2 separate regions of the Triticum aestivum genome follow, and region 2 is linked to region 1. A link is a contact called in public Hi-C data. All regions are on one chromosome and are shown on one strand. Each heading gives the region's core, a stretch centred on a gene start, on an enhancer-like site or on the middle of the called end of the contact. The rest is flanking DNA. Distances are from core to core; before and after follow the strand shown.

Region 1 (6,037 bases), core at 453-2,952:
CCCTAGCGTCATCGAACCTTAAGTGTGTAGACCCTACGGGTTCGGGAGACATGCAGACATGACCGAGACGTTCTCCGGTCAATAACCAACAGCGGGATCTGGATACCCATGTTGGCTCCCACATGTTCCACGATGATCTCATCGGATGAACCACGATGTCAAGGACTTAATCAATCCCGTATTCAATTCCCTTTGTCTATTGGTATGTTACTTGCCCGAGATTCGATCGTCGGTATCCAATACCTTGTTCAATCTCGTTACCGGCAAGTCACTTTACTCGTTCCGTAACACATCATCCCGTGATCAACTCCTTGGTCACATTGCGCATATGATGATGTCCTACCGAGTGGGCCCAGAGATACCTCTCCGTTTACACGGAGTGACAAATCCCAGTCTCGATCCGCATAAAACAATAGATACTTTCGGAGATACCTGTAGTGCACCTTTATAGTCACCCAGTTACGTTGTGACGTTTGATACACCCAAAGCACTCCTACGGTATCCAGGAGTTACACGCTCTCATGGTCAAAGGAAGAGATACTTGACATTGGCAAAGCTCTAGCAAACGAACTACACGATCTTTTGTGCTAGGCTTAGGATTGGGTCTTGTCCATCACATCATTCTCCTAATGATGTGATCCCGTTATCAACGACATCCAATGTCCATAGCAAGGAAACCATGACTATCTGTTGATCACAACGAGCTAGTCAACTAGAGGCTCACTAGGGACATATTGTGGTCTATGTATTCACACGTGTATTACGATTTCTGAATAATACAGTTATAGCATGAATAAAAGACAATTATCATGAACAAGGAAATATAATAATAATACTTTTATTATTGCCTCTAGGGCATATTTCTAACAGCCTTTTCAGGCCGAAATTCCAGCTGCCGATAATCTTTCTTTTTTTATGTATCTTGCATTTTAAGAGAGAAAAGATGTTAGAGTTGCACTATAATATGGAATATAACTTCAAAACAAGATAAATAACAGTATGAAAAAACATGATGCAAAATAGACGTATTACACACCAGTGGTGATCGGGGTTGGAGACCACCACAACCTGGATGGGTCAAGATTAATACGGACAACACTATTGACACTCAAGCTCAGCTGGGAGGCACGAGAGGGTTTGCACGTTCACACCTCTCCTTTATGGGTGCTTGGAGCAAGCCCATGCCTGGTGTTACTGATCCTTTCATCGCCAAGTTTTTAGCATTGCGAGAAGGTGTTATCTTTGCCCAACTGAAGAGCTACTCGCATGTGGTTATGGAGGTTGATTGCTCGAAGGTTGCGAGGTTTTGGAATTCGCATCACATCCTCAAGTCAATTGTGATACCTATCTTCGATGAAATCAAGGAAAGAGCCTCAAACTTTGCTTCGTTTTCGGTTCAGCATGTCACAAAGGAAGTCAATTGCACAGTAGATCTTTGTGCTAAACATGCCACTGCGATTATCATTTTCAGATTGTTGGATGGAGCCATGTCCCTCCTTTTAGTTAGCAGTGTTTTGGCGGAGTGTAACTGAATTTCTCTCATGCAATAATGCTCCTAATTTCGCGTCAAAAAAAAGAAAATTAGCCGAAACCCTATTTAATAATGCTGTTCCACGTTCAACGGGACACATCACATGGCATTCCGACAGACAAGATAGGCCCGCACGAACTCTCTGTGGGCCCCGCGGGCGCCCCATTGACGGTGATTGGCCGATGGGCCGTCCTATCTGCCACGCGTAGAAAAGTCGCTCTGTACCCACAAGAACACACCTGTTCCTTTACACCTTTTCCTCTTCATTTTTTGTTCAGTTTTTTCTACCAAAACCATCATAGTCTTCTCCCTTCTTCTTCTTCTTCTTCTTCTTCTTCTTCTTCTCCGGAGCAACAAGGAGGAGACGCAGAGGAGGGAGGACGACACGATCTTGCCACTAGCTGCATTTCTCCTCCTCTCGCATTGGTCGTCTTCTAGTTCCACCGGCCACGAGCCTGCGCAGGTAATGTAGCTTCGTCTTCCCTTCTTGGCTTGTTCCTCTCGCGGAATGTGATCAGTAGTTGGTTCTGTTGGATAATGGCTGGTACTACGTACACGCGTATGCATAGAAAAACAAGTCTTGGGACTCCACCGTCTCCCCCTCTGCCCTCTCCTACCCCCATGTGAGGTGCGTAAATAAAATTGAAGGGAGTGGCCAGGAGCGTGGCGGGGACCATGGTCCGTCCCTTCGTCTCGCGACAGCAGCGCAAAACTCCAACCCAGCAAGCGGCGGCGGCCAAAGATAGTCCGTAGCCGCGCAGGTAGTGTTAGTACATGTGCGACTAAGAGGGGTGGTGCGCCGGCAGTGTAGTAGTTTCTGTTCTTGCCTTGGGTGTGGGCAGGCTGGTTTCGCCGGATCGCCGTCCACGTCCGGAATCCGGCGACAGACACGGCGCTCTCGGGCACATGGACCTGCCACCAGCCCGCCGGCTTTGGTTTCTTGCTTACAATGCTGCTTGATCCGAGGGGAGGGGGGTGTTGGCCGGCGGTGACAGGTGCAGAGGAAGAGGGGCGATTTTGACACTGTTCTTGGGTGGAGGGGGTGCAGGACTGAGAAGGGCGATGGGGGCAGGGGAGGAGGATGCGGCGGCGGCATGGGAGAAGGTGGAGGCCAAGGAGGAGAGGATCATGGTGTCCGTGCGGGTGCGGCCGCTCAACGGCAGGGAGTCCGGCGACAGCTCCGACTGGGAGTGCATCAGCCCCACCACCGTCATGTTCCGCAGTACCGTCCCTGACCGCGCCATGTTCCCCACCGCCTACACCTACGGTAAGCACAAGCACCGGCAGAGCTCAATTTCGCAAAGAATGTATGGCGATGTTGGCGACAATTGCTGGCCTTGATGTTGGGATTTCATTCGGCAGTCGATTTCTCAGTTTGTTCTGCTTTCTTGTCCTTTTCAGACAGGGTGTTTGGCCCCAATTGCTCGACCAGGCAGGTCTACGAAGAAGGAGCAAAAGAAGTTGCTCTATCAGTTGTCAGTGGAATCAACTGTATGTACAGGAGAAATGATGCTACTCCTTTACATCGTTAATTTGGTCTTTGGATGAACTGATGTGGACCAACTAACATTTGCACATGAATCTCTTCTTATTGACAGCAAGCATATTTGCGTATGGGCAGACAAGCAGCGGAAAGACTTACACAATGACTGGCATTACTGAGTACAGTGTGATGGACATCTATGACTACATAGAGAAGGTGTGTGTATGCGCGGCACCAGTGATGTTACAGTTCACTTTGTGAGATGATATTTGCCTCATTGTTTGTCATTGCTACAGCACCCTGAAAGAGAATTCATGCTGAAATTCTCAGCAATTGAGATATATAATGAAGCTGTAAGAGATCTTCTGAGCCATGATACCACACCTCTTAGACTGCTTGATGACCCAGAGGTACTCCATTCTCCTTTACTTGAGTTTACTATAACTATTTTTTCCTCCACCCTACGCTGATCTCGCGTTATCATTTGAATCAAACAGAAAGGGACTACTGTTGAAAAGCTCACTGAGGAAACACTGAGGGACAAGGACCATCTTAGGGATCTTCTTGGAATGTGTGAAGGTCCGGGCTAAAATTTCTAGAGAACAAAACATGCACCATGTTTCTTGTTTTCATCATTTGCTTAATTTGGTATGTGCTACAGCTCAAAGAGAGATTGGAGAAACGGCTTTGAACGAAGCGAGCTCTAGGTCCCATCAAATACTCAGGCTGGTTGGTGGCTCTCTTATATATCTATTTTGCACTACCTTCTGAAGATGATTTTGTTGACAAGCTTTTGTTACATTCAGACAATCGAAAGTTCTGTTAAACAGTATTTAGGAAGAGGCAAATCGAGCACCCTGGTATCTTGTGTGGTATGGATTTTCCATTTATATTCATGATTATTTGGTACTAGCATGTTTCCATCATCTCTGAGTTTCTTGGTTCTTCTTCTGGACAGAACTTTGTTGACTTAGCTGGAAGTGAGCGAGCATCTCAGACTGCTTCAGCTGGTATGAGGTTAAAAGAAGGTAGTCATATTAATCGAAGTCTGCTAACACTGGGAAAGGTTGTTCGCCAACTGAGGTTTGTTTGGTTTGTTTTCTTCTAGCAAGAACTTGTAATCCCGGTGGTTTAATTCTTATATAAGTATATTCCGGTCCTAAAAATTATCAGAGTTTGCACATATATTTCCTCTTTCTTTTGTATTCACTAGATAAAGTAATTTTGAATTCCATTGGGTTTTACAGTTTGACGTGTGTCCTTTCTGCTCATTTTGTCTGCTCTTTCAACAATGACCTACTATATAGTATCTTTTCTCGACAAAGGCTAATATATTAACAAAGTGTAAAAAAAGACAAAGGGTAATATATTAACATCAAAATAATACCATTTACACATTTTTTCTTGAAAAGGAGATTAAAACCCCCTGCCTCTGTATCAATCGATGCATGCGGCCATCTTTATTTATTATTCCATCAAGGTCTAACAAGAACATATATCAAGCCACCGGAAGCTATCACTCACACCTACAAAACGTCAAAACTCGATAATGTGGAATGCTTTCACTCCCCATATCTAAACCGGTGTTGTCGCCGATCCATCCACATAACGTATCAGAACGAATAGCCGGTACAACAGACCTAAAGCGCACACCACATGCACACGTTTTAGACAGCGCCATAATTATCGGACCGCTCACCCATCTTCAGGAGAGAGATCCGCATCATCCTTGCCAGTCCGTCCATCCGTCGACGCCACCATGGCGCCCAACGGCGCCACCGCCCCGCGCTCGTCCATCCAGACACGAAGATTCTAGAAGACCTGTCATGCCTAGCACCTGCCGAGCAGGCATGACACCGCGTAGCACCTGTCGGCCAGGCATAACTTGACGTCTCCACCAAAGCTTCGTGCAAGACGAAGCCACTCCACCTCCTGCCTCTTGTCTTTCAGCGCTGCTCCACAAACGATGCTCCCAAAAGAGAAACGACACCGCAGTATCGTCATCGTCCGATCTGAAAGACTAGATCCTAGGGTTTCCCCCGGAGCAGCACGAGTGGTTCAACAGTCGTTGCACGACGATGCCTTCATCAAGGTAACGGCGCAGAACGCCGCCATCGTCTGCCATCAGCTCGGTTTTCACCGACAACTATGTCTTCCCGACTCGCAGCCGGAACTAAGATGACGATCTCGAGATCTGATCATCCAGCCTCAGGCCGACCATCTCCAACAGAGGAGATGGCCACCACCGCCGGCTGCACCGACCAGATCAGATCTAACCGAAGGTGCCGTCAAGCCGCCCACCAGGCCCTCCATGCCGCCGCCGATCCGAAGCCGGATGACACGTCGCCGCAGCGTAAGTCGCCGCCGCCGCCCGTGATCAGGCTGCCCTACACGCCGCAGTCGCAGTCGCCCGCGACAGGGCCAGCCACCGCCGCCGCCGCCGCCAGATCTGCCGTGCCTCGGCACGCACAAGGGCTCCGCACCACCCGTGAGACGCGGGACAGAGGAGGATCCCCGCCACCGCCGTCGGCCCTCCGGCAGTGGCAGGGTGAGAGAAGGTGGATTAGGGAGCGGGGGCGGCTAGGGCTGGGCAGTGGCGGATCTAGGCCCCAGGTCGGGGGGGCCCAGGCCTGGGGCGTGAGGCCCATTTTCTTTGTGGGCTGTAGGGAAAATACTGTAGCAACTGCTACAGTACACAAAGGGGGCCCGGGGCGCTGGGCTGGGCTGGATCCGCCCCTGGGGCTGGGGACCCGTCCGAGTCGCCCGAGCGGGAGCGACGCGGGGCGTACCATTTACACCTTAGTCTGAACTATTTTGTTCCTCTTGCAGCAAGGGAAGAAACGGCCATATCCCATACAGAGATTCAAAGCTGACACGCATATTACAGTCCTCTTTGGGAGGCAATGCAAGAACAGCCATTGTCTGCACCATGAGCCCAGCACGCACTCATATTGAGCAATCCAGGAACACACTTCTGTTTGCAACTTGCGCAAAGGAGGTAGTTACAAATGCACAGGTCAATG
Region 2 (5,889 bases), core at 2,788-5,287, 170 kb before region 1:
GAGTGAGGCACGAATTCTCCCCGGTTGTCTCTCTGGCAAGGGATGTAGCTTTCCTTGGGTTGTGGCTTTGCTGAGAATATGATGAAGGGGGTCTATGGCAAGCACAAAGAGGAGCGGTGAAAACGGATCCCCCTGCCTGAGACCCTGACCGTGCTTGATTGGGTCACCAGCAATACCATTTAGCAACACTCTAGAGGACTCGGAGGAAAGAAGTGCTGAGACCCAGTCACGAAAGCGGGTAGGGAAGCCATGATGATTTAGCACCTCCAACAAGTAGTCCCATCTAACCGAGTCGAAAGCCTTCTTGATGTCTAATTTGAATAGGAGCATAGGTTTCTTTGCGCCGTGAAATTTTCTGGACAAATTCCGGACATACATAAAGTTGTCGTGGGTGCTTCTTTTTTTTATGAAGGCACTTTGCGCAGTGGAGACAATGTCGTTCATATGGGGGGCCAGTCTAGTGGCCAGAATTTTGGCAATGAGCTTGGCCACGGCATGAATCAAGCTAATGGGTCTGAAGTCAGAGATGTCCTCGGCACCATGCTTCTTGGGAATGAGGGCGATATTCGCCGAATTGAGCCAGTGCAGATTTCTGACATTTAGGTTGGAGAAGCTGCTGATCACTAGCATGATATCATCCTTAATAATATTCCAGCAACTCTTGAAGAATTTTTCGGTGAATCCGTCCGGGCCTGGCGCTTTGTCAGAAGGAATAGAAAAGACAGCAGCTCTGACTTCCTCTTCCAAGATGGGGTCGCCAAGCGCGGTAAGGTCAATGCCAGTGGGTGGGATGGATGCCCAGTTAATGGTCTTGGAACGTGGAGCGCCCTTTTTCAAAATCGCATTGAAATGGGAGTGAACAATTGATTTCTTGTGATCATGGTCTGTCACCCAACCTTGGCCGTGTTTTAGGCGGTGAATAAGGTTTTTCCTCCTCCGGCCATTGACTCTGAGGTGCAAATAGCGGGTATTCGCGTCTCCCTCTTTTATGTTGGTGATCCTCGAGGTCTGCCTTTTCCGCGCACGTTCCATCACAGTTGTGCTTTTGAACTTCACCAAAAAATGTAGCACAAGTTACTTTACTTAAAATGATGTGTTAGTAAAGGTTGGAAGCATAATTTATCCAAAAAAATTGTCAGAACCTATCAACATGTGATTATTTTTGAAGATCTCGGTGTGAGAAATGCAACAATTAAAACGCTTTATGATTTGGATGCACAGTCGAAGAGATAAACTTTATTGAAATAAAATCTTATTAACAAGCCCACCCATTGTGCATGGGAAGGATATCACTCACCCGCTCGTGGCCTATAGCCCAGCTATAAGTTATTTTCCACTCACCAAAATGCCAATTCATATTTACAGTGTTCTCGGTAGAACACGCACAACTCCTGGTTCGCTAGGATGCAAATCGCTGGCCGGCCCATTATCCTTGCACCAATTTTGGGACCTTACGGTGTTCTGAGAGGGGTTTCCTCCAATTTCTAAGGTTTTTGGGGTATTTTATATTTTCATTTTCATTTACTTTTCCTTTTTCCTTTTTTGTTTGTCTTTTCTTTGTTTCACTAGTTTTTCGTTTTTGTTTCTTTATTTTTTTTCTTTCTAAATTGGTGTGAAAAATTGAAAATTAAGTAAATGTTTTAATTTTCAATTTTTATGAACTTGTTTTGAATCGGCAAACTTTTCCAAATCCACCATCTTTTCTCAAACTCACAAACTTTTTTCCAACTTGCATTTTTCTACAATTATGAACTTTATACAAATTCATGAAGTTTATTTTTCAAATTCATCAACCTTTTCAAACCATGAACTATTTCAAAACCTCAAAACTAAGGTTTTTTTAATTTCATGTTTTTAAAGGTTGAGGGTTAACCGGCCAACGTCTTAACTAGTGAATGGTTCGAAATCCTTAAGCCTTTTTGAAATTCGCGAACAATTTCCCAATTCATGTACTTTTTCCATATTTACAAAAAAATATTGTTTTTTTATTTCTCAATTTTTAAAAACCATGAATTATTTTTATTTCACTCTTTCTTAAAACTAAGAAAAACTTTGGGCAAAATAAAAAAAATATTACTTTTTTCTCATGTTTTTTTGAGACAATTTTTTCTCATGTACAGTGGAACAACATGTCGCTATGAGGGGATAAAATACGATCAAAATAGGGTGAATGTGGGGTCTTTCTGGGCCGCCCCAGGTTCAATAACGCGTGGGCGCCACAAACCATTTCATTAAGCACCTATTTCGCGCGCGGGTCAATATGCACCCCGTGTGTGCTTTTGGGTTGTCCCATATGAGGGGGGGGGGGGATCATCCGCCTGGACAACCGTCGGATCAGCGCGCTGGTGGTCCTCCGATGCAGCACGCCACGGCAGCGGCGTTACCAACTTCAATGCAGCGCTGCTTCCCTCGACAAAGCTCCACTGCAGCATAGTACGAGCGCGACCATAGCTCGACTCGAGCACCAATGGCGTCCGACAAAGCTCCATTGCAGCTCCGGTGGAGCTCCAACGCAGCACCGACGACCTCCGGCGAAGCTCCATTGCAGCTCCGATGGAGCTCCAACGCAGCACCAACGGCGCCCGGCGAAACTCCATTGCAACTCCGGCGAAGCTCCATTGCAGCCCCGGCTATGCTTCCGGTGGCCTGGCGTTGCTCCATTTCAACGCCGGCGTGCTCCCAATAACTCCAAATCCACATCGCCGGAGTTGCAGCGCCCCCCGTCGGCAACTCTCTGCGGTCACCGTCGCAGCCGCCGCGCACTTCATTGCAGCTAAGGGAGCCACGCACACTGCTTAAAACGAAGCTCCGACGACCATGTGCAGATGCTCCTCATCGCAACAGCAGTAGCTCCGACGGCCATGGCAGGCGGTGGTCGCGCGTCGAAGCTTTCGTCCATTCATGGCAGCACCAGTCGTAGCCAAGCGGTGCCATGTGCAGCAGTAGCACTCCATTGCCCCAGGGGTGAGAAAGGAAAGGAAGAGAGGGGAGCTCTGGGGAAGGAGTAGAGCAAAGCGCGGCCATGGTAGTGGCGACAGGAGAGAGAGAGAGGGATCTGCACGAGGAAGACGACACGAGCGCGAGAAAATTGTGTGGCTGTGACTTCCTTGCGTGGGATAAGGTACAGATGGGGAGCGGTGCGTGGGCTTGTGTCTCGCTATTGTCATCCGGTTTAAAACAAACATTTTCCTTATAATTATTCGTTCATGGTTTGCTCCTCCTACCGGACTACCAGTGCGTCGTTTCCCTTTTTTAATTTATTTTTTTCTTTGGCTTCTCTTTTTTATTTCTTGTATCATCTTTATTTTTCTTTTTTGTATATGTCATGTACAATTTTATAAAATACGAACATGTAAGATTAAAGAGGAGATGGCAAGCTAGCATATGCAGAACCCAACATGCTTTAGTGTTCATAAGTTCTAGGCGATCCTAAGCAACTCCCTTCTTTGGTGGTCCAACAGCCTTAAACATCGGAGAAGAAGCCCACCCTAATCCTTCGGTTAACAGCGCTCGGCGGCAACAGGAGAGAAGCGCACCCTTAAGCACCGGTGGTTGATAGTTTCGGTCGCGATTCCTGGAAAGTAACAAGGGGACAGGCAGGCAGACCAGATCTTTGTCGACCTACTCTACTGGGATGGGAGTGAGCTACTAATCGTCAAGCTTTGATCAGCTAGCTGTCAAAAGGAAAAAGGTAAAAATGAACCTAGTACGACTCTAGTCTGTCTCCACACCGACCCTGCTGTCTGCAACAGACGAGGCCGACTGCTCACCGTCTGAGGACTGAGATTGGCAAAAGATGTGCACGCACAAAGCCGGTCTGTTGCGGAGCACAGCACACCCAAGATTTGGTACCAGAAATCTGTACAAAGACAATTGAACAAAACAAACACCACTTTACGTTTATGTTTTATTATCATCAGCAGATGAGAACTGGCACACATGACAATTATGTTGATGAATGATGGTGATGTGTGTCTGTGTCTTGTGTGTGGGTGTGGCCGCCCTCTGCGTGCGTACCTGCCGGTTAGCATTAGCTGCAATGGTCCATACGCATTGCTGTTGGTACTGTCGGGCTACATGGTGTGACAGAGCTTATCTCTGCATGTAATTCTGGACGTGATTTGGGTGCAACAGAGACGCCAAATAAAAATGCTCAAACTGACTCAAACAGTCTAACATGAGCTGACGGAATTCCTAATTTTCCGGACGACGGATGATTGAAAGTTATTAACTGACTGCGTCACATTTTTCACCTATTCCCCCCTCCAAAAAAATTAGATCCTTCGCATAGTGATGAAAAAAACTACTCCTTCCGTTCCTAAATATTTGTCTTTCTAAACATTTCAAATGACTACTACATACGGATGTATGTAGACATATTTTAGAGTATAGATTCATTTATTTTGCTCCGTATGTAGTTACTTGTTGAAATGCCTAGAAAGACAAGTATTTAGAAACGGAGGGAGTAACAACGATACTGTCGCTTTCTGAAAACCAGGCTCTAAACAGACTGTACGTAGAGCGCGACGGATCACCATCCTCGATAGGTACATGCTCTTGGTATTATCCACAGTTTTACTGCCGACTGCCCATCTTAATGTAGTGTTTTTCAGACTTGCATCCAGAGGCAAACCTGACCGGATCTCCTCCCAGCAAACTTCTCAAGTTTATGCTGCCCAATTTTATATCTGCTGCATATCTTTCGCCTGCGAAAACGTCGAAAGCAGACCGAGACTTGTCGCTCGTGCCGGTGCGTGTGATTAGGCGCAAACGGAGCAAGCAACGGCTTAAATAAAGAAGCGGACGTCAAGGGAGACAGGGCCAGCAAATCATGAAAGGTCTTGTCTTCTCTTCCCTGACGTGCGGGGCAGTTCTTGTGTCTTGTACGTTCCGACGACGGTATCCATCCAAAAGCCTTCAGAAAACGGAGACGCCGCCGACACTTCTTCCTCTCCCAGGCTGTTATGGTCCAGACACACTATCTACCAATGATATCTGCTTCTCCTTCTGTTTTCTTCCATTCCAAAACCATCCCATGCTCTCTTCAATATTATTACTGGTACTACTAGTATTATACAAACACACTGTAACACCATGTTCTGAATTTGTTGCACTACTGCATGCACTACTCTGAACTGTGGATCATTGACAGATGATAGACTCCCTCAATGGGTGGTACAATGGTGCATGCACTGATGCACATGGTGAGGTCACAGGATGTGAAGCGTGCACTATTATTGCAATTGCAGAAGCTGATTGCCTGTCCGAGACACACATTTCAAACCCCACGGTTACAACAAACACGATACTCTAGAATTATGGGTGGCCAATGCAGTTGAGCCAAGCCCTAATCAGAGCGTCATACTCCCTCTGTATTATAATATAAGACGTTTTTTCCGTTTCAAAAAAAAGACGTTTTTGACACTAAAACGTATTATAGTATGATACGAAGGGAGTAGAAAAGAACAATGCAGTTCGTACGAAAAGAAAACCAACATTTCAGGCTCTGCTTATTACGAAAGAAGTTTCTGCGAGCTGATTCCAGTAAAATTTCATGTGTTCATCGACAGCCATAATAACCGGGTATATTGCTATCAAAGTACCCTGCCCCTGTAGCAGTGGTTGCTAGTGACGGTATACCTGATGCTGTGACCAAACGGCATACCAAATGCTAATTATAACTAATTAAGTATGCCGTGATCTCAACTCCAATCTCCACTAGACAGACAAACCCGAAATCATTTCACCCTTTCGGTCGGGCACTACTACAAAAATCTTTGCGTTAGTCAAAGGCGAATAAGACTGTCAATCCTTCAGTCATTTCCAAGATTTAAATGCAAGTCAGTGATTCAAACTTATAAATAAAACTACTCAAATGATAAGTGTCAC

Evidence for each region. Hi-C and Micro-C count contacts between places; a contact is called where the count stands out from the background.
Region 2: a Hi-C map of leaf shows a contact between it and region 1, with 3 times the contacts expected there. The contact joins two enhancer-like sites. A contact is called at or near these places in 5 of 5 Hi-C or Micro-C datasets (leaf, root and an unstated tissue).

What each region holds. Positions count from the first base shown.
Region 1 is chr7A:285,855,911-285,861,947 of IWGSC CS RefSeq v2.1, reverse strand. It overlaps the pseudogene LOC123152423. Among protein-coding and RNA genes, the nearest start is that of LOC123152431, 990 kb to the left of the region's middle. Within about 2 kb of position 1,702, at least 7 of the 8 cell types and tissues checked have an H3K27ac peak or open chromatin away from gene starts, as enhancers often do.
Region 2 is chr7A:286,030,444-286,036,332 of IWGSC CS RefSeq v2.1, reverse strand. No RefSeq gene overlaps it. Among protein-coding and RNA genes, the nearest start is that of LOC123152431, 810 kb to the left of the region's middle. Within about 2 kb of position 4,037, at least 1 of the 8 cell types and tissues checked has an H3K27ac peak or open chromatin away from gene starts, as enhancers often do.